7 separate regions of the Mus musculus genome follow, and regions 1, 2, 4, 5, 6 and 7 are each linked to region 3. A link is a contact called in public Hi-C, HiCAR-type and promoter capture Hi-C data. All regions are on one chromosome and are shown on one strand. The core of a region is the stretch at or near the end of the contact, and the rest is flanking DNA. Distances in the headings are between cores, read along the strand shown.

What was found. Promoter capture Hi-C pulls out the DNA fragments that hold promoters and counts their contacts. A called contact is a pair of places that touch in the nucleus more often than the background predicts. HiCAR-type assays count read pairs that join an accessible place to other places.
Region 1: a promoter capture Hi-C map of liver shows a contact between it and region 3, with 8 times the contacts expected there. The contact joins the promoter of Isy1 here to the promoter of Cct7 in region 3. A contact is called at or near these places in 7 of 39 promoter capture datasets (the C10 cell line, cranial neural crest, embryonic stem cells and 4 more), 1 of 484 Hi-C or Micro-C datasets (CD8 T cells), 4 of 115 datasets of contacts at active chromatin or transcription factors (astrocytes, embryonic stem cells, memory CD8 T cells and 1 more) and 1 of 9 other capture datasets (liver).
Region 2: a HiCAR-type map of astrocytes shows a contact between it and region 3, with 2.6 times the contacts expected there. The contact joins the promoter of Copg1 here to the promoter of Cct7 in region 3. A contact is called at or near these places in 1 of 39 promoter capture datasets (liver) and 1 of 115 datasets of contacts at active chromatin or transcription factors (astrocytes).
Region 4: a promoter capture Hi-C map of pre-B cells shows a contact between it and region 3, with 2.9 times the contacts expected there. The contact joins the promoter of Hk2 here to the promoter of Cct7 in region 3.
Region 5: a contact with region 3 is called in a promoter capture Hi-C map of pre-B cells, with 4 times the contacts expected there. The contact joins the promoter of Ccdc142 here to the promoter of Cct7 in region 3. A contact is called at or near these places in 4 of 39 promoter capture datasets (the C10 cell line, hippocampal neurons, liver and 1 more) and 1 of 115 datasets of contacts at active chromatin or transcription factors (embryonic stem cells).
Region 6: a contact with region 3 is called in a Hi-C map of regulatory T cells, with 7 times the contacts expected there. The contact joins the promoter of Aplf here to the promoter of Cct7 in region 3. A contact is called at or near these places in 2 of 39 promoter capture datasets (both in liver) and 1 of 484 Hi-C or Micro-C datasets (regulatory T cells).
Region 7: a contact with region 3 is called in a promoter capture Hi-C map of pre-B cells, with 2.8 times the contacts expected there. The contact joins the promoter of B230319C09Rik here to the promoter of Cct7 in region 3. A contact is called at or near these places in 3 of 39 promoter capture datasets (cranial neural crest, liver and pre-B cells), 1 of 115 datasets of contacts at active chromatin or transcription factors (extraembryonic endoderm stem cells) and 1 of 9 other capture datasets (liver).

The regions. Positions count from the first base shown.
Region 1 is chr6:87,836,942-87,840,764 of GRCm38.p6, reverse strand. Isy1 (ISY1 splicing factor homolog) reads left to right here and starts at 2,006. Exons shown (of 11, transcript NM_133934.4): 1 at 2,006-2,121. The coding sequence starts at 2,119.
Region 2 is chr6:87,886,400-87,890,485 of GRCm38.p6, reverse strand. Copg1 (coatomer protein complex, subunit gamma 1) reads right to left here and starts at 2,546. Exons shown (of 24, transcript NM_017477.2): 1 at 2,414-2,546; 2 at 1,363-1,415; 3 at 749-829; 4 at 459-530; 5 at 217-296. The coding sequence starts at 2,450.
Region 3 is chr6:85,449,820-85,453,621 of GRCm38.p6, reverse strand. It overlaps Cct7 (chaperonin containing Tcp1, subunit 7 (eta)), which reads right to left and starts at 2,117. Exons shown (of 12, transcript NM_007638.4): 1 at 1,495-2,117. The coding sequence starts at 1,500. It overlaps Pradc1 (protease-associated domain containing 1), which reads left to right and starts at 2,320. Exons shown (of 5, transcript NM_001163427.1): 1 at 2,320-2,509. The coding sequence starts at 2,443.
Region 4 is chr6:82,772,493-82,776,233 of GRCm38.p6, reverse strand. It overlaps Hk2 (hexokinase 2), which reads left to right and starts at 1,780. Exons shown (of 18, transcript NM_013820.3): 1 at 1,780-2,316. The coding sequence starts at 2,254.
Region 5 is chr6:83,099,673-83,103,450 of GRCm38.p6, reverse strand. It overlaps Ccdc142 (coiled-coil domain containing 142), which reads right to left and starts at 1,935. Exons shown (of 9, transcript NM_001081266.1): 1 at 813-1,935; 2 at 407-493; 3 at 182-331; 4 at 1-49. The coding sequence starts at 1,767.
Region 6 is chr6:87,670,223-87,673,716 of GRCm38.p6, reverse strand. Aplf (aprataxin and PNKP like factor) reads left to right here and starts at 1,556. Exons shown (of 10, transcript NM_001372332.1): 1 at 1,556-1,857. The coding sequence starts at 1,762. It also overlaps E230015B07Rik.
Region 7 is chr6:83,439,886-83,443,870 of GRCm38.p6, reverse strand. B230319C09Rik (RIKEN cDNA B230319C09 gene) reads right to left here and starts at 2,116. Exons shown (of 3, transcript NR_028382.1): 1 at 1,766-2,116; 2 at 1,194-1,284. Tet3 (tet methylcytosine dioxygenase 3) reads left to right here. Exons shown (of 12, transcript NM_001347313.1): 3 at 2,598-2,654.

The DNA of each region.
Region 1 (3,823 bases), core at 757-3,256, 2.4 Mb before region 3:
AATTGGCCTGGGCCTGGCAGTGGGCTCTCGACTGCTCATGATACTGCCAGTTCTCAGCCTAAGCTGGTGGTTCCTGATTAGGGTCATCTCTCAGAATAAGGAAGGGGGTGGGAAATGGAGAGGGCTGGGGTTTGTTTTTAATGTGCTAGGCATTTAACCTAGTGTTCTTTCATTTCATGGGAAGTAGAGGAATGCTCATCTCTGACTTCATTTCCATTGGCTCCCCCTCCCCCCAGCCAGAAAAGGTCAGAACTCCACAAATCTCTGAATGTGAAATATCAGTGCTTTAGCAATGCAGAAATTAAGAGTTAAGGCAAAAATTCTTGGGGCTCCTGACCCAAAGCACCACCGACAATCATTTGGTTACATCCCCACAACCTATTTGGAAGAAGTGGGGGACACAGAATCTAGTTGGGTGACCGGCTGCCCACTTACATATATGTTCTAAAGTATCTGTCAGAACCTGTTTGATCCTGAACTACTAGTTCACGCCTCTGCTGAGATCTTGGAAAGCCGATATAGTGAGCTGACCATGGCTGAGATGTACAGCCAAAAACGTCTGCCAAATGCATACCAAAACAAATATTCTGGTTCCTGTCACCTACATCTGACTGCAAATGTCACTGGTTTTTAGCTCAATAAATGCCGTATACCTGAGCTTTGATGCAGTGTGCTTTGGGACAAGAGCCTGCCCACTAGTTGCCAACTAATAAGGGACTCTAATTTGGTCTTATATGCACGGTGGTAACATTCTTGCATGGACTATGACAGGGTACTCTCCTTAGTGTTGACTCAGTGGGAGAGCCCACCACCATTTCCAGAATCCATCTCTGCTAAGTGACTCACGTAGTCTCTAACTTCCCACTTGCTCCAGGTAGCTTTTTCTTCTCTGGACCTTACTCCGTATTTCATTTTCTTCTCATTACGTTTTTGTTTTTCGAGTCGTTTCGTGTGGCTATCCTGGAACTTAACTTTGTAGACTAGCTTCAAACTTCAAAGATATGCCTGCCTTCTGAGTCTTGGGATCCAAGCTGCCTTTTTCTTTAGTTTTTGAGGCAAGTTCTCACTATGCACCCCCGGCTCGCCTGGATTTCCTCTCTATGAAGACCAGGGTGTCCACCAGTTCACAGAAACTGGCCTCTTTTGCCATCAAAATGCTGGGATTGAAGGCATTAGCCAACAAGCCTGGCCTTATCTCTGTATTTTATTTTAATTAATTAATTAATTTGTTTTTTCGAGACAGGGTTTCTCTGTGTAGCCCTGGCTGTCCTGGAACTCACTTTGTAGACCAGGCTGGCCTCGAACTCAGAAATCCGCCTGCCACTGCCTCCTGAGTGCTAGGATTAAAGGCGTTCGCCACCACCGCATCTCTGTATTTTAAAAGATGTGGTCTCTGCCTTCTGGGAATGTGTGGAGAGAGAGCTGATTCCTTGGCTTAAATGTTTCTTTCACGATCACATCTGTCAGTTTCATGGAAACAGCCACCTTTAATAAAGAATAATGATAATTATACACGTTTCTTAAAAGGAGGACGATCATAGTCTCAGTCACTGTTCAGCTCCAGGTAAATGGCAGGCAGCGGTGAAGAAGCCTCCCAGGAAGACAGGTTCGCCCCAATGGCTATGGTTTGCCCCAGTGCCTGCGCCTGGCGGGTCCAGGCAGGTGACAGAACTCCACGCAGGGTCCCTAGGGGCTATGAACACTCAGTGCATTCAGAGAGGTGCAGTCATTTTCAAAAAGGTCATCTGCTGTCATAGAAGACTCAGGAAGGGCAGAGGCAGGCGAATCTTTGACCGCAGTTACCAGCAGAACGAAACCAAACGACAAATGACGCACACATTCCTGCCGCGCAAGCGTAGTCTTGCTGACTTAGGCGCGGGATGACGCACTGGACACGCGTCGGCGGGAAGCCGCCTACCGAAGCTCCACTGCAATTCTCTCCCCTCCCTCGTCCTCCCTCCCTCGCTTCCGGTCCTTAATTTCCGGTCCTTTCCATTTAGTCTTCCGACAAAAAGACCAGACTGTCCGCTGTTTTCCGTTCCCGCGTCTGCCTGCCTTGTTCCGGGCGCCTGAGCACGTTGCGTTGCAGAGCGGCGCCAGGGCGCCCTCGCCGGCACCATGGTGAGTGCGTTGGGGAAGGGATGGGGCTCACGGGGGACCCGAGGTCTGGGCCAGTGTGCGGCCTCGGGCTCCCTGGCCTATGCCGGGATTCTTTTCCCACCTGGCGTAGCTGTAAGAAATGGCAAGAAAACTGAGTTTGGGAGCTGTATTGCGTCTTGGTGGTTCAGTCTGGGTGAAGCACATTATGCGTAGAGACTGAACGGCCCGGGCGTTCTCAGGTTCCACGGATAGGACCTTTTAAAGGGCAGGGTCTCCACGCCTTTGCTTGCCTGAAACCGAGGACAGAATCTGACATTCTCTAGACGTGTGTGACATAACCGTGAGTGAATGAATAGGATGGGCTGATCTGTTGAGAGGTTGTGATTCTCGGTTTCATTCACTCAAGAAGCGTTTAATATGGAAGTATGAGATCAGACACAGTGTTGGTTCAAAGAGGCGCAGTTACTGTAGTAATTTCAAAGTAAAGTGTCCGTGGACCTCGAGAGATGGCCCAGTGATCAAAAACCACTTCACTTTGGTTCCCAGCACCCACATGGTTGCTTACAATCATCCAAAACTCTAGTTTTAGGGGATCCAACACCCACTTGTTAAGTGACACTAGACACTCATGTGGTGCACTTACATGCATACATGCAAAGCACTCATACACATACAAAAAATATTAAAAAATTAAAGGTAAAAATCCCCTTAAAAGTATACGGAGTGGCTTTCATACTTCTGAGATTTATTGATGTCTTTGAAATCTGTATAGTCTTATCTACAAAACCAGCCCATTTTGGTAGATATTTATCTATATGCATATACCAAATTATGTTTAAGGATCAGGTGTAAGTATATGCATAACCACGTGCAAAATATGGACACATTCAAATATATAGGCCTTCTTGTCAGTCTGTGCTTTATAATACTAAGTAGAAAAAAAACATTAATACACTTTGGGCGGGGTGGTATTTACACATACATAGGGGCAAACAGATACATACTCCTGTTAAATAAAACAGATGCATAAACATTTAAGGAAGCCATGGAATGCTTACAGAGGATGTTTTGGACACTACAGACTGTTGAGAACAGAAACCTAAAAAGGAGAGGAAACAGTGGTCTTGAACAGCTACTTCTGAAGGAGGGTGTGTCCTGTATTGATGTCATGTTCATATATCCACCTTCCACTGGCCAGGTTCCTTTCAGAGTTGATTGGAAGGGGCAATCTGAAGGGCAAGTTAAATTAAACTCATCTTGCTGACTCTCTAGACTGTGTGTCTGTTTCTGCTTGACTTCATGCGTTTATCTGAGTAAGTCATCATAACGTTGCAAGATAAAAGCTACAATATGTGCTGTGAAGGGAAACTTAGATTTTGGTGAGACCACGTCTCAGTGATGGTGAGAGGAAGAGCTAGGAGCAAAATCTCTAGTTCCAAATTCAGCAGGTGCGCTTTCTGTGTAGTTCACAATCCAACTGAAAAAAACTGTTCTCTTCCTGATCCTGTGTAACATTTAGGGACCATTGACTTAACACTGCTGCGGCAGCACTTAAATGAACATCACTTTGCAAAAGCCAGTCTTGATGCTCTCCTCTGATAGCCACTGGCAGCAGACAGACAACTAGGCTGTTTTCTGGTTAGAGTGGTGTATGGTGGTGCATACGTTATCGTATCAGGAGTGAGAGAGGGGTCAGAGAGGTTAATAGATATGATCACAGTAC
Region 2 (4,086 bases), core at 1,297-3,796, 2.4 Mb before region 3:
CTAAAGACTTATGAAAGCTCCATGCTGGTTGTATTGTCTAAGGAGGAAGAAGAAAGGCAAGGCCTAGGAAGTGAGAAATAAGCAGACCATTCTAGAGGCTGGCATAGGGTGGGCTAAGAGGAAAGGGCACAGAACAGATGTCAAAAGGCTCTTGGCTGTACATGTTGTCTCTGTCAATGGATCCCACCAGAGGAGCCACCCCTGCCCAAGACATGCCTGCTTGTCACAATGATGACATCCTCAGCGATGCAGGACATCTCCTTGATGGTCAAATAGCACATGCGGCGGAGTGTGGGCTGAAAAAGGCATGGAGAAGACCTGATCAGCTTGGTGGGAGAGGATTAGAGTCAGGAGAAGCCTGATTCTGTGGACGGCAGTCTATACTGACAGGCAGACCTCCTGCCACCCTGCCATGGGTGCAACATCTGCAGAAACGCACAGATCATCAGTGTACTTACATCATTGGACTGGAAGAGCTTGGTCATGGCAAAGAAAGCCTCAGTTGCTTCCGTGGTCCCCAGGTGCTCCCCCTGTGGGAATCAGAAAAGCCACAGGTTTGGACAGGAGGTCAGTAGGCTAGACCTTTGGAGCCTGCAGGCACTTGAGCACAGGCAACAAATGAGAGCCGGAAACTTAAGAGGACCCAGGCCTAGACTGTTGGTTCCAATCACAGAGCTGTCAAAAGCGTAAGGGTACATCTCCATTTACACAACCTCCCCTGTATTCCCTGCCAAGTTCATCTTGTTACCTGGTTTATGAGATAAAGGATCTTGGTGAGGATGTGAGCACATTTCCGGGGATTGATGGGAGTTTCGTTAAAGACCCGAGCCTGTGAAGAAGCAACCATTACCTCTAGCCTAGTACACTTTTCTACCACAGCTGCCCCTCAGTTCATGAAGGGCCTAGAGAACCATAGGGTACGTATTAACTCAGTCCACATAAATGTATTCTCAAGTGGGAAGAGTTTATTTATTTATTTAAGATTTTATTTAAGTATACGAGTACACTGTCGCTGTCTTAGACACACCAGAAGAGGACATCAGATCCTATTACAGATGGTTGTGAGCCACCATGTGGTTGCTGGGAATTGAACTCAGGACCTCTGGAAGAATAAGCAGCCAGTGCTCTTAACCGCTGAGCCATCTGTCCAGCTCCCAAGAGTTTATTTTTCTTAATTTATCTACTAACCATACCAGAAGTCTTCCCTTGGGCTGCCCTAATACTAGCCACACTAGCAAATACAATGAATAAAGTCCCATCTTCCTGGACCCAGGCTTTATAAACCAGCACTCCATGTATGTTAGTATCTGACAGCAGGGCTGGCAGGTATTCCTGACCAGACACAGGCATGGTGGCACTTGCCTCTTGGAGTACGGCACTCTTCTCCAGGTGCTGGAGGGGGTTGGAGCCTCCACCTGCAGTGCACAGAGAAGACTGATTACGGTTGTGATCTTGAATGAACTGCTTTTCTCCTTTTTCCTGTGCTGACACAGACTCTCATGTATCGCATGCTAGCCTTTAACTCAAAATGTAGCAGAGGTCGGCTCTTGTGCATCTGATCTTCCCGCCTCGGCCTCCTGGTTTACATGGTACTGTGGATCATACACAGGGCTTCACCCAAGCTAAGCAAGCACTCTATCAACTGAGTTACAGCCCCGAACTGTGACCCTAAACCTGCCAAACACGAGGAAGAGAGAAGGAAGTCTCTATCATCTACCAGAGGCCGTCAAGGCTCTCTCACAGTCACCTAAGCATTCTTTCTGAGCATTTTAGGGTTCAATAATTGGCACTGATCTATGCAACCAGAACTTAAATGAATCTATGTGTCGGAGACAACCAACACTAACTAACCTGTGACTGAGTTTCCCTGACAGCAGATATTACATTAAAAAATTATGCATGCGATTATCTGGTTACTGTCTGGGCTCTCCATCCTAACATTCCTATTGCAGGCATCTAGTATCGAACTTGCTTTAGCTACTGTAATATTATGATCAGTGAGGTGCCTGATGTTCAGTAATTGTAGTTTATTGAATGAATGAAACGGTCAGGGTTATTAACTGTAGGACTGGTTACACCCAGATAGGCAAAGAATTATCGCAGCAAATACCAAGAGGTCGGGTGAAATGCAAGGTAACATCCAGCCTGGGAACCTCCTCTGACAAGATGGGGAAACTGAGGCCCAGAGAGGAGTGTTACCCGCACAAGGTCACGCAGAAATCCTGGCCAGAGCTGGAGAGGGCAAACAGCACGTTTCCTCCGAGAACAGATATAGATGGACCTGCGCACAAGCCCCTGCCCCTCTTGGGCCTCGGATCTGGCTCTGACAGAGGCCCGGAAGAAGGAAGCCAAGGAAGGTCCCATGAACCCCTACGAGGATCTGACCTCCCCAGGTCTTTCAAGGGGCCCTCACCAGACTCCTCGTCCTTCTTGTCGAATTTCTTCAACATGGTGTCAGCGGTAGCTCCACGCAGCAGGAAGATGCTCAGAGTAGCGGTGAGAACAGCTTCTCCCTGCGGCTTCCGTACTCCCGCCCGCCACGTCGCCCTGAGCACTGCACTATGGACTGCGCCTGCGCACTCTGTTGTCTGCGCCTGCGCACAACTGCGCCCACCTTTTTCATTGCCTGTCCGGAGATTGCCAAAACCTAGGTGGAAGAGGGCGGAAGGGGAGGGGTGAGACCCAGGAAAGTGGGCGTGGCTAGACACTGGAGGCGGAGCCTAGACCTGCGGTTGCGGGTGCTCCGCTTCTGCGCCCCCTTGTGGTCCTGTGGCTGCTGTGTTTGCAGTTACCCCTGGCTGAATTTAAAGGGCATTCTGATGGGAGGGTTGCATGCAGCACGCTGACCCCATACATGTTCCCTGCTACTCTTTATTGTCATTTTCCGGAAGTAAGTCTCACTAATAGGTTATTTTTCCGCCACCGGTAAAATGAGCCAATTCAAGTCAGGTTAGAATATTTTAAGGGCAAATTTATTGGGAAGCTGCTCTCAAACAAGTTCACTGGCCCCAAGGATTGAGGCCAGAGGAGTCACCATGACAGAGATGGTGGTGAGAGGGAAAAGGGCATCTGTTGCTAGCCAAGGAACCGATTCCATCCGAGTCTAGCTTTGTAAGGCAATGAATAGAGTTATGTACATTTGTGCTTTAACATTGAGATATAACTGGACATAGCGAGTAATTTCAACACTCATGAGGCAGAGAAAGGAGGATGAGAAGTTCAAGGCCATCCCCCTGCACCAGACCTACATGACTTCCACCTCAAAAAATAGAGCCAATGAGATGGCTCAGCCGCTAAGTTAAGGTGCTTGCTGCCAAGTCTGAGGGCCAGGTTCAGTTGTGAAAATTATTAAATGAGTCTTTTCTACCAAATACTATAAAACTTGTGGTTTGACAAGGAATTCAAATATTGTTGCTGACAAATTGGCCCACAGAGAAGATGAGTATTAGGCAAGGGGAGAGGGTGAGGCAAGCCAAGCCAGATAGTTAGGGGAATTTAGCAGCTCTGACTTGATAGCAATCAGGCCATTTCTGTAACTCTGACTTACTTATTAGAGATCAGGCCATTTCTGTTGCTCTGACTGACTAGCAACCAAGAGCGTCTTTATTTACACAAGTTTCACAGAACAAAGACAAGCTAATGATTATCCAGTAGTACAAAATATGTCTGACTTATCATTACATAACCAGGGTTAAAAGCTCAGTTACAAATAGAAAATATAAACAACAGATTTTATTCTTATTATCTGCCCTATAACACCAATTTAAAGAATCTAAAGACTGTCTCCTCCAAAACAAACACACTTACTATGTGGCAGGCTGCTTGTAGGCTGGCAGTGTTTGCAGTTTTAAAGCACTCCAGACAAACAGGAAATATCTGAATTGGTCTTTTTATGAGCTGCAAAGATGACTATCTAACTTCATTATATGTTTTATCATGTAAAACATGATTAAACATGATAAACATAGTAGAAAATGTTTATTTTAGTCAATATAAATTGTTTACTGAGTTTATTCCTCCAGGGGTATGCCCTGTATGACTCCCTGTCTTTAAACTCCATTTTCAGAGAGCTTTAAGCCTATAATA
Region 3 (3,802 bases), core at 868-3,367:
GTTTAAGGGACTGACTGGAAGAATCTCTTACAACACTGGCTGCTCTTCCAGAACTGGGGTTCCCTCCACTCCTAGCATCCACAAGGTGGGTCACCACATCTGTAACTCTAGTTCCAGAGATCTGACACCTCCATGGGCATTACATGTACATAGTAACCAGGCACACAGTAGTCATAACACCCACATACACTAAATAAAACAAAAGTCAATACTATCTATTAAACAATTAGTTGGAGGAGGCCCTGGAAGTGGCTCAGGGGTAAAGCTGCTAGATGCATAAGCCTAAGCACCAGAACTCATTACAAGTCTGTCATTGTGGTATATATCTGTAATCCCAGAACTGCTACAGCAAGATGGGAGGAAACAAGAGTCACCAGCAGCTCATAAGCTGTAAGTATGCAGCACAGCAGCAGAAACAAGAATCATCAATTTAGGTAAAACCCAAATGTGATGGTCTGGGACCCTTTGATAAAAGGTTTGCTACTTGTTTTGGCCAATGCTGGGCCACTGGTCATATCAGCAGCAATGATGCATATTTTACTGCAGCACATATGACTCATGGATTTATGCCTCAGCTCTGGTCTTCGCCGACCAAATCAATTTCAAGCGCTAGGGGTCAGGGAGCATGGACATGCTTCTGTAGGGACTCCTTCGGAGGAGAAGCTGTAATTTGGTAGCAGAGGGAGGACCTTACAGGTTTCCAAGTCTGTCTGGCATCTACGCATAGGAAGAAGCTGCAAAAGGCAGACAAAGGATTGACACTAAAAAGCAAAACTTAACGAGTGTGCTGATGCCAAACGCACAGGATTCTGTCTTGGAAGTTGACATTGCTCACTAACAACTCAGGTTTATCACAGGGGAACAGGGGAGGTATCTGACGCTGTCGGGGATAAAGGGTGATGCAGGAGGATTACAGGCAGACCTTTAAGAGACTCTCCTGCCTAAAGTACTCAGGTCGTCCCATCTTTGGTACTGTGTACATCAATTGCCCTTTTCCAGCACCAAGTACATTCGGGAGAACTAAAAATGCCCCCAACGAACAGGTTCCAACAGGAACGAAGGATTCTGTCTTTCCACATGCGGGAACGTAAACGACCACAATGCCAGGCAGGGCGTCACTTGGCCCAACCTAAAGACCCTCACGCTGCCTCTGTGCGCCTAGAAGCTCGCGCCTTCACTTCCGCACCTCCCAGGGCGATGTAACCCGGCCTTATGGTAGAGGTACAGAGCTCAACACACACTCGGTTCCGAAAACCCAAGCCTCCATTACGGGGAACAGGCTGAACAAGAGGTCTGTGGTCCCAAGCACCATGAGATCCATGGTTTCCAGGCCCAGCGGCATCGCGAGCCCCATTCGGCTCTCGCCAACAGCTTCAGTTTTGGATCAAGGCCGCCTCCGGCCGGGGAGCGGAAACGAGCCACTGTAGACACTCCGCATGGCGGGCCAGGGCCGCAGGGTCGTGGATGGCAGCGGATGCGCGGAGAGACACTCACCATCATCTTGGAAGCGGCTTCAGGTACCCGCAACTCGTCAGTTGTCCGCCTCGGGGCCGCCCACCCAAGCCCACAATGCTCCGCGCCGGAGAAATGCCCAGAAGCTTCTGGCGAGACGTTAGCCCGGGAGAGGAAGGGGCCGGACCACTTCCGCCACTCTATGGTTAGCTCCCGAGGTAGCCGGCTAGAGGAGTCGGAGGTCCAGGGACGCTCTAGGAACTCGCGTTAGCTTTGGCGGGGGTCATCGAGTCTCGCAGTGCTTTTGGTTTGTAAGGTGCGGTAAGGTCCCGCCTCAGCCCGCGCTCCCAGACGCCATGGTAGACGTGCAATGAGCTATCAGTACTGAACACCGGCTAGGAGAAGCACCTTAGGTGAGTGATCTCACTGCACCTGCTCAGCTCCGTGGCGAGGGAGCTCCGTGAGTTTCACAGGTAGCTTGGGAAGTTGGGAACAGTGTCCCGGGTCACAGGTGCGCGGCCCGCTCGGGCGCAGGAAATTTGCTCGGGTCGGCTTCTAGCTCTGTAGCGCCCCTTATCGGCCGAGGCGGCGCCGTGCCGCCTGCCCCTTCGCGCGAGGCCCGTCTCTGCCTGGGGAGGAGAGCCGTGGATCCCGCGCAACCCCGCGAGCCGCCCACCGCAGGTTCCGGGAGGCGCGTCTATAAGGAGGAGTGCGGGGGCGGGGCCGCGAACTGCAGTTGCTATTAAGAGTTTTGGCCAATCAGCGCCCGGTTCCACTTCTCCTGGCCAATAGGAAGTGGCCTAGGGCGCAGAGGAGGAAAGTGCGGCCACACGAACAGGCGTGGCGGCCAATCAGCCGCTGGCCTCCGTTCTGTGCTCCAACCGGCGCGGAGAGCGGGCCTGAGGGAGGCCGTGGCAGCTGTCAGGCTAAAGTCGGGCGAGGGATCGCGGCGGGACGGCGGCGGCGGCGGCGGCGGGACGGGCCCTGGAGATGAGCCGTGGCGCCGCGGGCTGGTGCTGTCTCGTGCTCTGGCTGCCCACGTGCGTCGCGGCCCACGGTGAGCGGCGACGGACAGGCGGGCGGGGCGGGAATCCAGCGTGCGCGCTTCCCGGGCTGGGGGCCACGGGTCACCTTGGGGACCCCGCGAGTTTGGGCCGCCCAGATCCAGGGACTAGACGGCTGCAGCGGGTGGATGCTGGTTCCCGGGTCAGTGAGTAGGCACAACCTGACAACCCCACCCCTCCCCGTCGAAACAAGAGCTTTCAGCTTTCCTCCCACTGAAGGCGACCCTGGTGACAGCTAGAGATCCAGAACGGAGGATGTGAGCGTTCTTATAGGCAGGAACACACATATGGGCTCACACGCACAGGCACCCACTTACACAACTCGAACATAAATGTACACACCTACGCGTTAAGTGAACACATGCATATACCCGAAGCTTATTAGATAAGCACATCAAATGCCAGACAGGGGTGTGCTTGTGGAAAGGGTTGCCTGGTGTTAATCCAGAAGGCTTCCTGGGGGGGGGGGGGGGTTATCCATCTGATGAAGTGTACCTACACTCAGGACAAAAAGCTGCAAGCCCCCTTAGCTCTGTCTGAGCTGTAATTTGGACCATAGACAGGATCAATTATAGACACAGCAATTGGATTGACTAACAGACCTGAGCTTCCATCCATCAACATTTACTTGCCTTTCTGGCAAGTTTAAAGAATCCAGGGACTCAAATCCAACTGAGAAAAAATATCCTAGCAAAGCTCTCGTGGTTTTTTTGGCCATTCTCTTGTTCAGGACAGCAGAGCTGGGCAGAGTTCTTTGTTTAGTAACCTTTACTGAGCAGCCACTGTGTCCTAGGCACTGGAGATTCATCTCTGTATAAAGCCACATACTTAAGGCTGGAGAGGTGGTTCAGTGGTTAAGAGCACTGACTGCTCTTCCAGAGGTCCTGAGTTCAAGTCCCAGCAACCACATGGTGGCTCACAACCATTTGTAATGGGGATCTGATGCCCTCTTCTGGTGTGTCTGAAGAGAGAGAGACCGTGTATTCACATAAAATAAATAAGTCTTTTTTAAAAAGCCACATACTTAGAATCACTGCTGCGATGAAAGAAGCTGACATAGAATATTATGAATCCACCATAATTACAGAGGAAGTATTAGCTGGGAGAAAGTATATTTTGAATGGGTGGAGGAAGGATAAGGCAGCATCTTTCTGAGAAATGACAGGTAAACTTTTAGGAAGACCCAAAAAGATAAAGACACTGAAAAGCCAGTACAGCTTTAACATGGGAAAGAGGAAACAAGAGTGGAGTGGGTATAGGAGTCAAATCAGGCAGGGCTTTCTACA
Region 4 (3,741 bases), core at 531-3,030, 2.7 Mb after region 3:
TATCTATCTATCTATCTATCTATCTATCTATCTATCTATCTACCTACCTACCTACCTACCTAGCGTATCTATCAAGCTATCCAAGTTGGCTTTGAATTCCTGACTCTTCTGCCTCCACCTCTGAATCACTGGAACTACGAGTGTGTGCCACTACATGAAGCACTGGTTTGTATTTTAAACAAGTCTCTTTAGCTCCTGAGTGAACGAGGGATCACAGTGGTCAAGCTAGAGGTACCTAAAAACAGCAGCTAAGTGAAATTACACAGGCTCTGGTGGAGTCATCGGTGGCCTGGCTATGAGGGTCTGGCCTCTTTGATTTGCTAAGTTAGACTAACTGTTCACTGATGGTGTGAATAGATGTAAGAGCAGGGAGAAAACCATGGATGGTGACGTCATTTGTGGAGACAATTGGTAAAAGGGGGGGGGGTGACCCTGGGAAGTTCAGCCTAGTACATGTTAAGTGTGAGACACTAGTCACCTCCACAGGGATGACAAATGACAGCTGGTTAAGAAAGCCAGAATCCCTGGGGAAAGTCCTCGCTTGTAGATTAGGTTTGTGAGTTACCTGTGTGCGGATGGTGTAACTGCTGACGATGGCGCTAAGAGGGATCACCCAGAGAGGAAATAGATGAACCACATCATAGAAAGTGGAGCAGAGCCTTTTTAGGGCTGGGGTGTACCTCAGTGGGCAGGGTGCTTTTCTAGCACGCACAAAGTCCCATGTTAGATCCCCAGTAGTGGCACATGCCACTCCGGAGGTGGAGAGAGGGCTTGGGGAGTGAGATTATTTGGAAATGGTAGGCTTTATCTTCCTTCCATGTAACTTTCAAACTCCTGGCTTTCCATTCTCCACCAGCACCAACTTCATGTCATCTGAGGTGCTATTTCAATATTGATGGCGTCTACTCATAAATGTCAACTTAGAGTCTGGTGTCAGGCATGAGCTGAGGTCGAGGCGGGCTCTTCTCAGCATCTATAAACCATTTCACACCACTTGAGCCTAGGATCAAGCTGTTACAGGTGCCCTTTCTCCTCCCATCTATCAGTCCCAGCTACAAACAAAGTTTCTCTCCAGCCTTTGCTGGCTTCAAGAAAGGCTGGATAATATACCGGGGGTGGGGGAATTGCATTTCAGAGTAAGATGTGTTCCTGTCTTCATCTACCATTTGTTAGGGGTGTGACCTTGGGCAAAACTCACTAACAGCACAGTGCCTAGTTCCCCAATCTGTAAAACGGGGTTAGTAAAATCCATATGCTATATTGGTGTGATATTAAGAAGGGCTGACTTTTGTAATGGCTTAGCTTCAGGGATCCGCTGACTCGTTGAGCTACAATTAAGATGAGAATCACGGTGCTTCAGACTTGTCACAGGGCAGTGGCAGCCCCTCACATGATCCCCAGATACCAGATTATGGCGTGTGCTGCTACGATCACTTGTCTTTCCAGTCGCCCAACATCTCTTGGGTCCGCGATCACGCGCCCCCCACCCGAAGCTGAGCCTGACGCGGCGGTGGCTCATGCGCCCTGGAGTCCCGAGCTCTAGCCACGGAACACACGTCCCAACTCTGGCGCCCAGCTCCGCCCCTAGCCTCGGGCGCGTCTCTCCCGCCGCCTGCTTGGGTGCTGGAGCAGCCGCGCCCGCGGGCTCTAGGCGCTGATTGGCTGTGGACCGCGGGCGGACAGCCGAAGAGCGCACACACCCTCTTCCCGCAGCCAATGAGCACATCCACGTCACTGTCCGGGGCGGCCCAAAGAGCCGGCAGCCCCTCAATAAGCCACATTGTTGCACCAACTCCAGTGCTGGAGTCTCAGGACACCACAGGCTACCCGGAGTTGTTCTGCTTTGGAGATCCGAGGGCAGGAGCATCACGCCAGTGACTCTGATAGGTGCGATCGCCGGATTGGAACAGAACTGTCATTTTTTTCCGAAGTTGAGCCTTAGTGACCCAGTGAGTGAAGTTAGCGACGGGACGCTAAGCAGCTAGACCGGTCGGCAGGAGTGAGACTTAGGGTACCTTCTAGTAGTTGTGATTAAAAAAATTGAAAAAAAGAAAAAAAAAAACCCTGTTTCTGGAAACTTGAGGCCCTCAGCTGGTGAGCCATCGTGGTTAAGCTTCTTTGTGTGGCTCCTGGAGTCTTCGATCCCAGCCGGACACCCGGGCCTGGTTTCAAAGCGGTCGGACAGCGCTGCCTGCTCCATCGGTAGCGCTCGAGCCTCGGTTTCTCTATTTGGCCCCGACTCGCCGCAACAAGATGATCGCCTCGCATATGATCGCCTGCTTATTCACGGAGCTCAACCAAAACCAAGTGCAGAAGGTAAGTCGGCACGGGCGGGAGCTTCTGGCTCGCTTCGGACCAAGTTGCGTGCTCTCCCGGAATCTGGAGCACGCAGAGGACCTGCTTCCTCCTCCTTCGGGGCTGGAGACGTGGAACCAGTCTGGGTAGCTGGGAAAGTCCTGCGCGCGAGAAGCCACGTCTGCTAGGCACCCTCGTGGCCCGACCGCTCACCATCGATAGTCCCACCTACCCGGGACCTGCGCGCACCCTCCCCACCCTTAGAGCCCCTAATTTCTTGATGGGACGGCCGCCCTGCACGTAGTCTGAGACTGCTGCGCCCACGTGGGAGGAGCCCCCTTCTGCAGCCCCGAGTTCCGGCAGGAGCACGTGGGGAAGAATCCTGCTTAGGGGAGGAGGCGGGGTGGAAGCGTGTAGCAGCTGGGGCCCGGCCCTCTTGAATTTAAGGATGTGTTGAAGAGGCCTTCGGTTCCTCGTGGCGCTCCTTGGGGGTGGATCGGGGGTGGGGTGGGGGAGAGAGCCACCCAGGAAGGAGCGGGAAAGGGCGCAGAAAGACTAGCCTGCCGCGCCCCCTCCCCGGAACTGAACTGCCCGGAACTGAGGCTCGAAAGGGGCGCCCCCTCACAGCAGACCTTCCTGGGGACCGCCCCGCCTCGTCCCCGTGTCTGGCCGCCGAGTTGAGGGCGGATTTTGGATAGTATGTTCTGATTTGGAACTAAAAGTTACACGGAATGGACTCATCTTCCCACCCCACGATCCCCAGAGTTCTTTTTTTTCTTTTTTGTTTTTGTTTTGTTTTCTTGGTTTCTGAAAATGAACCTTTAGTCGCTCTGACCTTCCTGAGCCCACCTCACTCTGCCTTCCCGGCAAACTCCAGTTCTCTCGGCGCGCCATTTACATAAGAAAGCGCCTCCGGCCCTGCTTGGAGCCTCACTCTCCTCTTCGGGCTAGAGAGGTGGGGGTGGACCGGAGCCAGGCCCGGAGCGCTCTAACTCCCAGGAGAATTGAGTTTCTAAAATACCCAGGATTACGGGATTGGTTCCTACCCTAGTCCAGGATTTAGGAGAGGGAATGGTCTAGTATGGGGCAGGGGCCGAGGGTGGGTGCTGTCCAGAGGTTTGTGTTAGAGCTCAGTTACACATTTGAAATTACAGTGTCTCACAGGAACAAATTTTAGGGAAAGTGCCTTGACCACGTTCCAGCCCCCTCCCCCCTCTTCTCTTGGTCCTGACTGCGTGGGAGAGGTTGGTCGGTTGCTTTTGATGTATCCAGGGCCCTGGCAGATGAACCTCAGATTTGAGAGAGGTACCTGATTTGAGTTTATCGGTTGGTTTTTCTCTAATATCTTGGGACGTGGCCCTTCGCTTTAATTCGGTTTGTTTAGACATTTGCCTTTAGGCTGGCATGATTTTGCAGGCTCCATTGGGCTTATCTATTGATTCAGCC
Region 5 (3,778 bases), core at 686-3,185, 2.3 Mb after region 3:
AGCAAGGTGGTCTGCAGGGTACAGAGCCCCAGAGCGACAGGCGTAGGACCTGGGAGGGGAAGGACAGTACCCTAGGGTTCATAGGTCACCTCCAGGAGAAGGCCAGCTTCAGAACAGAGGACAGGCAAAAGATAACAACTGCCCCGCCCCCTGCCCTCCCATTCCACACCTCCTGTCTCACCTGCAGGCGGACACAGCCTAAGTTCTGGCCTGGGCTGTCGAAGGCTATCCAAGAGGGGAGGAAAAAGCCGCTGCAGCAGCTCAGAGGTAGGAGACAGTGACGCAGGGCTGCTCTGACCACCCAGGGCTGATCCTAAGGCCTGGCAGAACCCTGGCATGACAAAATATAGTCTGAGGGGGTGCGCAACAGGATCCTTGGGTCACCCCAATGTCCTTTTCTCCTTACCTTGGTCCCAGCTGCAGATGACAGACTGGTGAAACAGGCTGTGACACAGAGACAACAGCTCCTTCTCACACTCCTGAGGCAGGGGTGCTGATGGGAGAAATGAAGGAAGCCTGGAAACAAATCCCTGGTGACAGCCCCTGCCGACTCCACTCAAGTCAGGCATGGTGGCTCTCCGGAGGCAGGAGGCTGAGACCAGCGTCCCAGGCCAGTGTGGACTAAAACCTAAATAAAGACTGCTATGGGAAGCTGCGTGGCCTTGGGAAACCCTAAACGCTATACTTTAAACTCGGGGAAGTTCATTCATTCAAGGCCCTGCGCTTGCTGACAGGCTGGAGTTGAGAGAGGGTAAAGGGAAAAAGACACCCTCACCACAACCTCCAAATGCCAGCTCGGACCCCTCGCTTACCTTGACACAGTGCCTGACTCAGCTCTTGTGCCATTGCTCTAGGGTCCTCCCAGGGTCCCACGCGTAGGTCCAAACACTTAGCACAGGCTGCCCACAGCAAGGTCCAATACTGGCTCCACAGGGCTCCAGGTCCCCCAAGCCTCAGTCCGCTGCTGTCGGTGCTAGCCACGCCCCCTACCAGGCCCAGCAGCCCGGGCAGCAGCTCTCGCTCTTGCTCGCACTGCCGACGGAGCTGCTCCTGCAAGCCCGATCCGCCACGGGCTTCAGCCAGCTTATCTGCCACCTGACAACCCCGCTCTGCAGCCAGGAGCTGGAGCACACGGGCCGCGGGGAATGGGCGCGCGGCCCCGGGGACGAAGTTCAGGGAATGTCCCTGCAGAGTGTGGTAGAAGGGAAGGGCCAGCAACAGTTCGGCTAGCTGGGATGTCAGGCCCAGGCTAGCGGGTGTCCGGCCCAGTGAACGAAGCTGCATCTCGATGGCAGCCTCCAAGTGCTGGGCAGCTAGCCCGACAGGGCGAGTCAGGAGAAGCGTCTCCCTGGAGCCCGGGAAGCCGAGGCGCAGAGCCGCCCCACGAGATGGGCACAGCTGTAAATCGCCGTGCAACTGCTGCAGGGAGAGGGAACCGGCCGAGGAGCCGGAGCGGAGCAGCCGCACGACCGCCTGCAGGTGGCGGGCGCAGTCCCGGGCCCGCAGGAGCTGCTCTCGCTCGCGGTGCAGACGAAGCAATGTGGCCCGGAGCCGCTGAAGAGCGAAGGGCATCGGGCCGCTTGCAGACGCGGGAGCCCACGGCTGTCTGCTGAAGTCCGGGCACGGGACGCTCACCGCAGCCAGTAGCCCTAGCCCTCCACGCCTCCCCTCGTCCCGCTCCTCCCCAGCGCCCACGGGCTGCGCCCACGACGAGGGTACGTTAGCGAGTGGAGGCAAAGGGCCACTAGAGCTGGACGCCCGTGCCATTTGCACGGCGAGTCCCAAACGAACCTAACGCTCGCCGCCTCCCCGCTTCCCGTCGCACTCCACGCCCGTGGGCGCCAGGACTCACCAGCTAGCCGGAAGTCTCGTGGTCTTACTGGGGCTCCGTAGCCACGACCTCTGCCCCTAACAAAGATGGCCACCCACTTACTCTTTCCCGGCCCTTAACGACTATCAAATTCTAGCTAGACTTTCCTGTCACCGTTAACGGGAGGTGGCGCTGATGCTAAATGCTGTAGGGAGAGTCAAGCTAGGTGTGACTTGACAGCAGGAGACCCATGTCTCCGCCATCCCTGACTTCCTAGTGTACCGCCTTCCTGCAGTCTGCCCTCTGGGGGTCCTGCGGCGGTCTACTACAGAAAAGAGGAAAGCGAGACCTCAGTTTGCTTTTGCTTTGATCGTTGTCTTCGTGTTCATTTGTGGGCGTGTTGTTGTTCAGTTCTCTTTGAATCTCACTGTGTATGTTCTTAGCTATCCTGAAACTCTCATGTAGACCAGGCAGGTCTCGAACTCAGAGTTGTCAGCCTGCCTCCGCTTCCTGGCTTAAGTTAAGAGTGTGTATGTGTGTCATCACAGCCAGCTTCAACTTCTTTTATGTTTTCTTTCAGTCATCTCTGAGAGTTTTGGGAAGCAGCTGGTTCGGACCCTACTCATAAAGATCTTAGGCAAAGGAACAGCAAGGGGTCCTCGGGCTGCTGCTGCTGCTGCAATGCTCTAAGCAGGCAAAATTGAGCATTTGAGGGTCTCCAGTTTGAGGTCAAGGCAGTAGTTACAAGTGCTTGGGAATATATTGTGAACAGAGGACAAGACCCCACAGCATGGAAAAGAATATTATTACTGCCCAGCACTAAGAGATTGAGGCAGGAGGGTTGTCTAGAGGTGGTCGACACTTGGCCAACATACTTTCAAGTTAGCCTAGGCTACAGTGTGAGACCCAGCCTCTGAGAGTGGTTTAAAAGGTTGGAGATAGGGGGTTAGATTCCTGAAGTAGTTGGTACAGTTACTGAGGGAGAGAGAGGATCAGATATGGGATCACCGAAAGACTAAGTAAATATACAGCAGTTTTCCTGGCCATTCACTTCTAGACTCTCAGAGTCAACAAGTCCTCAGGCTAAAGATCCAGGTTATGAAGGGACTCTGGCTAACTCTCATGTGGGCACTGTTCTGGCAAAACCATTCCCCCTGCCTTGCTAAACAAAACAAAACAAAACAAAACAAAACAAAACCAAAAAACATTGTTACATTTCTAAAACTAGCCAAGAGGTCTATTCCCTTATTTGGCCACTTCCTTCTTCTAAGGCTGACTACCAAGGTATGGCTATCAAAGTACTGAAGTCCAGCAATCAAAAGGCCCCCTTTAGTTTACCTAATTAGCATACCCGATCAAAATTAAACACCTCATCCTAACCCGGGTTTCCCCCTTTACTATCATAACTCCATTTGTCTATGGGCCACAACTGTCTCCTCTCTATCCAGAGGTAGTCCTTTGTCCTCCAGGATAAACACCCTTGCCCCTTTTGTCTCCTCTCCTTTGTTCCCTTCCTCTTTTTCCTGGTCCTCTATCTCCTGTCTTTGTCCCTTATTACCTGCCCTTTGTCACTCTAGGGCAAATAAATTTCTTTTGTGCTGAGAACTTGGTCTGGAGCAGGGGGCAGGGGCAGGTGGTCCTGAGCTAATACTGATCAGTTACAGGTCACATAAAAATTGGCCCCCGCCGTAGATTCATGAGCACCTGCCTCCAAAGTCAAGAAGTCTCAAAACTAACTAATTGAAGCTGAAGAGGTGCTTTAGCCTGACTGCTCATGTAGAGGACCCCTGTGCAGTTGGCTTGAAACAGCCTGTAACTCCAGTTCCTGGGGGCTCTGACATCTTTGGTCTCTGGAGGCACCTTCACATGCTTGCACATGCCCGCACTAAGATACATATAATTCAAAAATAGAAGAAAATGCCGGGCGGTGGTGGCGCAAGCCTTTAATCCCAGCACTTGGGAGGCAGA
Region 6 (3,494 bases), core at 307-2,806, 2.2 Mb before region 3:
GTCACCCCTGGGCAACTGGTCATTGGTTGCATAAGAAAGCAGATTTAGCAAGCCTTGAGGAATAAGCCAGAAAGCAACATCTTTCACAGCCTCTGCATCGGTTCCTGCCTCCATGTTCCTGCCTGGAGTTCTTGGCCTGACTTCCCTTCTGCCCCCCAAGTTAATTTTGGTTTTCTGGTTCTGTATAGATTTCATTGGAGTTTTGATTAGGAAGAGGGACAAAGAGCTCCAAGGTCCCCAAGTTCATCTTCAGCCTCCTAAAGTAAGGCTAAGGTTTAAGTAGGGGGCCAGCATTTGAATATCTGAGCCATCTCCAGTTGCAAGGTGTGGCCCTGCCCATTACTGCTGAGGTTCTAGTGCTTCAGCAAGGCATTCTGACAAATTGACGGGACTGTGAAATCTCTCCGGGGGAAAGTCTCTCGTCTTGATGGGTCTGCCTTTTGACTTTTTAATCCAGCATGAGATTACTAAGGAAAATTCCAGTCTCTTAAGGCCCACTGTTCTGAGAGCCAAAATGAGGGTCACAGTGACTCTTTAGAATAACTCCATTTCCCCTAGGCTTGTGACAAGGTGGCCTCTTGGGGAAGAGAAGACCTTGTGCCTCCTGGAGGCATTAGGGGATAAGACTCCAACTCCATGACCTTCTGCAGAGTCCTGTAGTACAGGCTTTAATATGGAAGAGAAAGCCCTCCAGACACAGGCCTAGCTGAGGCTGTCCTCAGCCACAAGAAAGGAAAAGATCTTAAGAGAGCAGTGCCAAACTCTGGGCCAGGCTTCCTCCAAAGAGAAAGTTCCCTCTAGCTGGGAGCCCTGAGCTTAGCAACTGGCTTCTCCATAGAAAAGACCACCTTTCCCCTCCATCCCGTCCCTGTAGGTTTGCCCCCCACCCTCGGACCCTAGGTTTGCTTCCCCCAGTCCAGGCCTCCACCAAAGAGAAAGACAGGCCTGCTACAGATCCCAGCCAGAGAATATGCCTCTTTTATAGAGAAGGAAGATTCTCCGGCCCCGTGGGCCAAGTGTCTGAGCCAGGCCTTTGAAAATAGAAGCTCCACTGGCTGCAGATCCATCCCCAAATGAGTATGGGGCGCCTGCACAGGAAAGTTAATGACCCTCTTGAGGCTGAACCCTAAAAATCTAAGTCCAGACATACTTCTTGGAGTAGGGAAGACAGTCCTGCCACGGAGGCCTTATTCTAGCCGAAGCTGTCTCCTTATGGAAGAGAAGGGGAAGAAGCAGATACACACATCATACTCCATTGGGAAAAGAACATCCCCCTGTTGAAGTCACAGGGCCACGGGCCAGCACTGTGGTTCATTTAAAAACTCAGGCCAACCCTCTCCTAAGGCCTTGACGTCAGCACTACTCTAGCCCCACCCCTGCCCAAGCACGAATCAACCTAGGCGCAGAGATGCGCGTATTGCCTTCTGGGATTGGTAGTTTTTCCATGCAGTCTGTACTCCGGAAAGGAGCCGAAGGGAGGTGTCAGGAACTACAAGACCCAGCGTTCCATGAGTCCTGTGAGAGGAAGTGCTGGAAGATTGTGGGTGTGCGTTCCAGTTTTTAAGCTGTAGTTTGGCGGTCTGTTGACAGGTATTCCCTGCACGAATCACAGGCTCTCAAGGAGTGGGGATTCCGGAAAGGGAAGAAGCACACTCACCAGGAAAGGAGCCTCGGGTTTCACACCCCTTCGGGCCATGCCCAGCGTGCCTGAGGGAGGTGGCTACGAGGTATCTCCTGGCGAAGGAACCTTCTCTTACCGCCATGCCTTCGGACTTCTTTCTGCAGCCTCTGGACGGCGGTCCCCGCGTGCCCGTGGGGCCGGGGCAGACTGTGATAGGCCGCGGGCCGCTGCTGGGAGTAAGTGTGGGAGGTAGTGTGGGCGTGGGCAGCCAGAGCTTGCTCAGCCGAGGCTGTCTCTTGTCTCCTGAGCTTGGGAACTCCGCGTCTTGGCTCTGCTTGTCAAGATTTTATAGGTTTGGGGCAGTAGGTTTTCAAACAACGTTAGTCAAGTCCCAGACATTTCTTTTTGGTGCCTGTATGGTTCGAGTATGGACCGAGTTAACATCATTAGCCTATCCAGCTGGCAAACGAGGGCCAAATCCAAGTTGAGCTAAGTTCGGGTTGTAAGATGTAAAATGTAAACAGACCAACTAAACAAAACCGCTGCTAGTATTTAAAGACGTATAGTACTCTAAAGGTTAATGTGTTGCATGTTGACCTACAAAGCTTACAATATTTACGGTACTGTATGAGCCATAACAGGGAAGGTTAATCACCTCCCTTAAGCTAACTTCTTTTATCTCCTTGCCTTCTCTGCTGGGCTGGTGGGCCTTACCAATAATAGCAGTATCCCTTTTGGTAGTATCAGTAGCTGTCTTTAAGTTGTCTGGGTAGTGAACCAGTCATTGTTCTAAAGAGATGACTTTAATTTACTACTTCCAAAACTTTTTGAGTTAGGTGCTTTTTATTAGCCTTGTTCAAATGAGAAAGTTGGAGTATAAACTGGTCATTTAAAGGTGATACATGTACAAATGGCCACTATGCTATATATTCTTTACCCTCTTTGGGAGGAGTAGGAACCAAACCGTTTGCAGTTTGCACTATGAAATTATATTTGGTGGTATTAAACCATTTAGCATTGCCACAAGACCTATCATTTACAAAGGCCACTCTAGAGAACCTGGCGGTCGAGTTGAAATATCACAAGGGAGAGATGGGCTAGCCATTAAGAGCCTGGAATTTATTACAGAGGACTGGCTTCCCAGCACTTATGTCAGGCAATTCACAAATGCTTGTAATTCTGCCTCTCTGGGCAATGTACACACATGCATATCCTAACATACAGGTATACATATATAGTAAAAAATAAAATTTTAAAAATTCACAAAAAATTGTTTTTAAAAATCTCTGCCATTATTTTCCACCTGAGTGGTATTTTCTGTGTTCTTACTGCCCTGTTTCTTGGTTTCTTTTCTCTTTGTTTTTCCCCATTATCATAAGAGTTTTGTGCTCCAACATAGATTGTTGGATTGGTGTTTATGTTTTTATGAGCATGGTAGTTTTGTAGTTTCCGTTTCCGGGTTGTGCTTTAGATTTTGATATGTTTTGCTCTAGCTGTTGATTCTTGGAGGGTGTGTTGATATGTTAGAATTTAGGTTATCTTAAATATAGTTGCCTTTAAAGAGAGGGTCTCACAACATAGCCTGAGCACCCCTTGAACTTGCAGTTTTCCTGCCTCACTTCCAAGAGCTGGGGTTACAAGCATGTATGTTCCTAACAAAACCACGTTTTTTGGGGGGAGTGTAGGGTGGTGGTAGTCAAGACCCGATGTTAGTAATGAAATAAACGATGTGTCCACCAGAGGTCGCACTATGCTTTTGTATTATTCATAATACCCCTTTCCTCCTAGTGTTAGGCACACTTAAAAGATAGATATAAAAGATCTATTATTGCTTATAGTTAGTGTATAAAAGGAAAGAAGCCTAAGAAGGACC
Region 7 (3,985 bases), core at 867-3,366, 2.0 Mb after region 3:
TTCTAGGTGAGTTGGTGCTCGCCCCCAACCCTCCCACCCCCAGGCTGACCAGGAGAGGGGCCTCCTCGTCTCAGTGCCCAGCCCCCTGCCACTCCACACTCCTGAGACAGAACTCAGCTCAGCACATTCCAGTTATGTGTAGACCTAGGAAAGAGGGAAGACAGGGCCCCACCCACGTGGGGACCGACTGTAAATAAAGGACTGCTTGAATGTGACTGGTGCTGCAGAAGAGGCCGAATGTTGTTCCTGGGGCCCGGGAGGAGCCTGGCTGGGAAGGCTTGCTGGCAGAGGGCCTGGCAGAGGGAGGGAGGCACTGTTTGGATTCAGCCATGCAGTACATTAGCATGCGGGGGAGGGGTCAGGAAGCGGCATTGGGAAGGGTGAAGATATTAGTATTCTCAGATCCGTTTGTCAGGAAGTGGTCACTTGAAGTGACCCAGTTGTCTTTATATCTTCCTGGGCTTAGAGAGAAAAAGGGGTTTCAGAGGATGAGAAGGGTTCAGGTTTGAATTCCTGCCCACTAATTTTCTAGGGCAAATTGTTCATTATCCTCCAATACTCTCCATATCCCTCTCCTGAAAACAAGCTGTGTGTAGAGAAAAATGAGATGAACCTACAGCATGGTTGGCACAGGGCTTGGTATGTAGCGGGGGGGGGGGGGCCTGAAGCACTGTGACTGCCATAGAAGAGGCAGTATTGATATTGTCCACACTGTCTCTCTGTGTGGGGTGCATATGCACAGGGCTTAATAGCACAGGGCTTTAGGGAACCAGGAGAAGGAAGGGGATTCATGTAGGCTGGTCAGGAGTGAGTTAAAAGACAAACATGCAGTTTGTCACATCAAGTCATGATTTAGGACATTGTCCCTTTATCTTGTCTGCTCTGGGAGGGACCCAGTAGGACTGCCTCTTGTGCCAAAGGGGAGACAGGTGTGGGCCCTGAAGCCTCCATATACCAGAAGCAGGCTTGGCCCGCTCCTAAAGAACTTATCTGATTCTGAACACCCCCTGGGGGCCCTGGGGTGGGGCACAATTCTGCATTTGGGGTGGAATGGGTAATAGAACGAGTCACTGGAGCAGGGGTGCTCATCTGTGAGTCACTTCTCTCAGGCCTCAGCTTACTCATCCGTGAGAATGAGAAGGCACCCTGAGCTCTGGCAGAGATGTAGAGTGCTGGAAGCCAGCAGCACCTACCTTGTGTCAGGCAGTGGCTCTGTGCCTTCTCAGGCCCTCACAGCTGCATGAAATGGCTGCTGGTTCCATTCTTCAGTTGAGCAGAGAGAGGCTAAGAGAGGTAAGTTACCACAGGCTAGGAATGGGATATGTGGGTACCAAAGTGAGGTAGAAGCCTGGATGTTCCCCTTCCGAGAGGGGGATGGGACAAAAGAGGATGCCTGGGTATTGAATCCCAGAAGGTGAATTGCTAGGACCTTGCTATCCCCCCCCCCCGCCCCCCACCATGGTCTCCTGGTCACCGAACCCTTGGTATGCCTATAGTTAGAGAACTAGAAGGAAACTCTTAAGGGCGGGGAGCCCAGGGCGTTTTTTTGGACGGGTCATCTGGTGGATCTTCTCCAGAAGAGAAACTTGTTTAAGAAAATTGCATTTCAGTACTGTTCGGTTGTAAGGCTATGCCGGAGAGGGCATAGCGGACTTGGGGAAGCACAGGTTATATGGGCTATAGCCAGTTTTCCGAGTGGGGTGTAAGAGGGCAGGGGAGTAGAACTATAGAATGGCGAAGGATATGGTCTTCAGGGAGGACTGACCTGGCTTGGAGTTTGAGCTATGCTGTGTTCTAGCGGTGTCACCTTCGGTAAGTTACTCCACTCATCTGCAGTCTGCAAAGCGGGGGGCGGGGTTGGGGGATGGATGTGAGGCTTCTGCTGCCCTGGATTCTCCTTGGAGAACCAGAGCTCCAGCTCTGCTCTGGCTGAGAGTGGCCGGTATGGGATACCCACATACTGCCGCTCCCCACCCCTTCGCCGTACTCCAGTTGCACCCGCTAGAACTGCAGGGGACGTCTTGTGTATGTTGCCAGGGGTAGGAGGGTGCCCCGGGATCCCCGGCCTGCCTGGGAAGCAGCCCTTGTGGCGATGGCTCCCTCCACCAAGGCCCCTGCCTGGCTGCTGGGCAGGTCCTTGGCGGGGAGGGCCGGGCGCGGGATTGGCTGGCGCGCGCGCCGCCCCCTTGCACACCAGCCTGGCGGGGCGGGAGCAGCCGGCAGCTGGCCGCCGCCTCTGCAGTGCCTCCCTCGGTGCGCTCCCTCGGCGGGGATAATGGGAGGCCCGGCGGCGGCCGATGCAGTAGTGGAGGCCGGCCGAGGTAGAGCGCTGGGCCTGGAAGGGAGGGGAGGCCGTGTGCAGGCCGCGAGCGGGTCCCGGGGATCTCCAGAGGCCGGAGAACCGAAGCAGGAAAACAAAACACTGGAAGGCGCAGGGGCCCAACAGTGCTGGGGAGGCAGCTGGAGCAGGAAGATGGTCCCGTCCAGCCTTTCTTCTCCGGGCCCTTCCCCTCCAGTGTGCTGGGGCCTGTGCTGGACTGCTCTGCTCCTTGCCTGCTACCGGCCTGCCTCACCAGTGTCTTTGGCTTCTTTTGCAGGTGGAAATAAATGCTCGTGAAGGAACGGGGCCCTGGGCACAAGGGGCGACTGTCAAGGTACCCTGCGTGTTTGTGTGTGTGTGTGTGTGTGTACGTGAGTGCGTGCGCGCTTGCCCTTGTGTATGTGTGCGTGTGTGTATGTGTGCGTGTGTGTATACGTGGGCTTGCACGGTGGGGGTGAAGTGTTTGACTGGATTGGATAAAAATAAAGGGTCTCCTCTGGTGATCCCTTAATCTCCCACTGTGTGTGTAGCAGCAGCTGAGGGGGAGGGGCGGCGCGAGTGTGGGCGGCCAATGAATTCTCAGGCCTGTGTGGGTTTTGTTTGGATTCGTTTTGCTTTCTCAGCTGGATGGTTTGGGTGCAGTTGGGGTTTGGCGTTTGGTTTGTTGAACTGTATGTATATGTGTGCGCTGTGCGTGTGTGCGCATGTGCGTGTGTGTGTGTGTGTGTGTGTGTGTGTGTGTGTGTGTGTGTGTTTTAAAGACGTACAACCCACTTCCCACCCCTGCCTCTGGAAATCTCTGGAGAATGGCCCTGGCACTGTTGGTTTGCTTCCAATCTGCAGAAATCCCCGGGGTGCGTTGTCTCGGGGAAGTGGGGGTGAAAGACAGTAAGGGGGAGGGAGAATTGCACTCCTGAGTCTGAAGCTGATAGGGTGTCATTAGTCATGCTGCTGTCACCATGGAGATGGCTGAAGAGAGGAGAGGAGGTGGTGGGGGTGAGGATATTTTGGGTAGGGTGGGGGCTGATGCAACATCATGGCTGGGAAGCCAGCGGGTGTCTGCTGTTATTCTGTGCCACTTGGTGTCTGGGAGACTGGGAAGGCAGTGTTCCCTGGTGTGAGGGAAGCAGAGAAAGGGGCTTTGAGCCATTCCAGGTGGGTTTTTCAGAGGGTGGTGTAGGTTTTGGGGAGAGGAGAATGAAGAGTCTGGGGAGAATCTGATCAAGAATCTATGACTAATCTGCCTAGGTTAGCCAGGTCCCGCTCAGTAGGTTCCTTCTAGTTTGCCCGGGTTTACAGGGCCAGGGGCTCACTCTAAGTTTGGAATTACTCAGCAGTAGCCTCTGGCCCAGGAGGTTGGGGAGGGGAGGAGAGGGGGACTGGGACAGAAAAGAACACCTCAGCTGCCTCTAAAGAGCAAAGGTTGGGATGAGTGTGGTGACAGGTGGGCAGGCCAGGCCTGGTGGGGCTCTGCCTTGCACAGAGGAAGCCCTGAGCCTGGTTGCTTAGGTAGCAGGTGGGCGAGCTGTGAGTGTCCCTGCATGCCCCTAGTCTTTCCTGCCGATCTACCTCCTGCTTCCTGGGAAAGCTGTGGGAAGCACTGAGGGGGTGCTGGAAATGGCACTCTGCCACCTTGCTGTCTGTGTGGTGACACCGGCGGGGTGG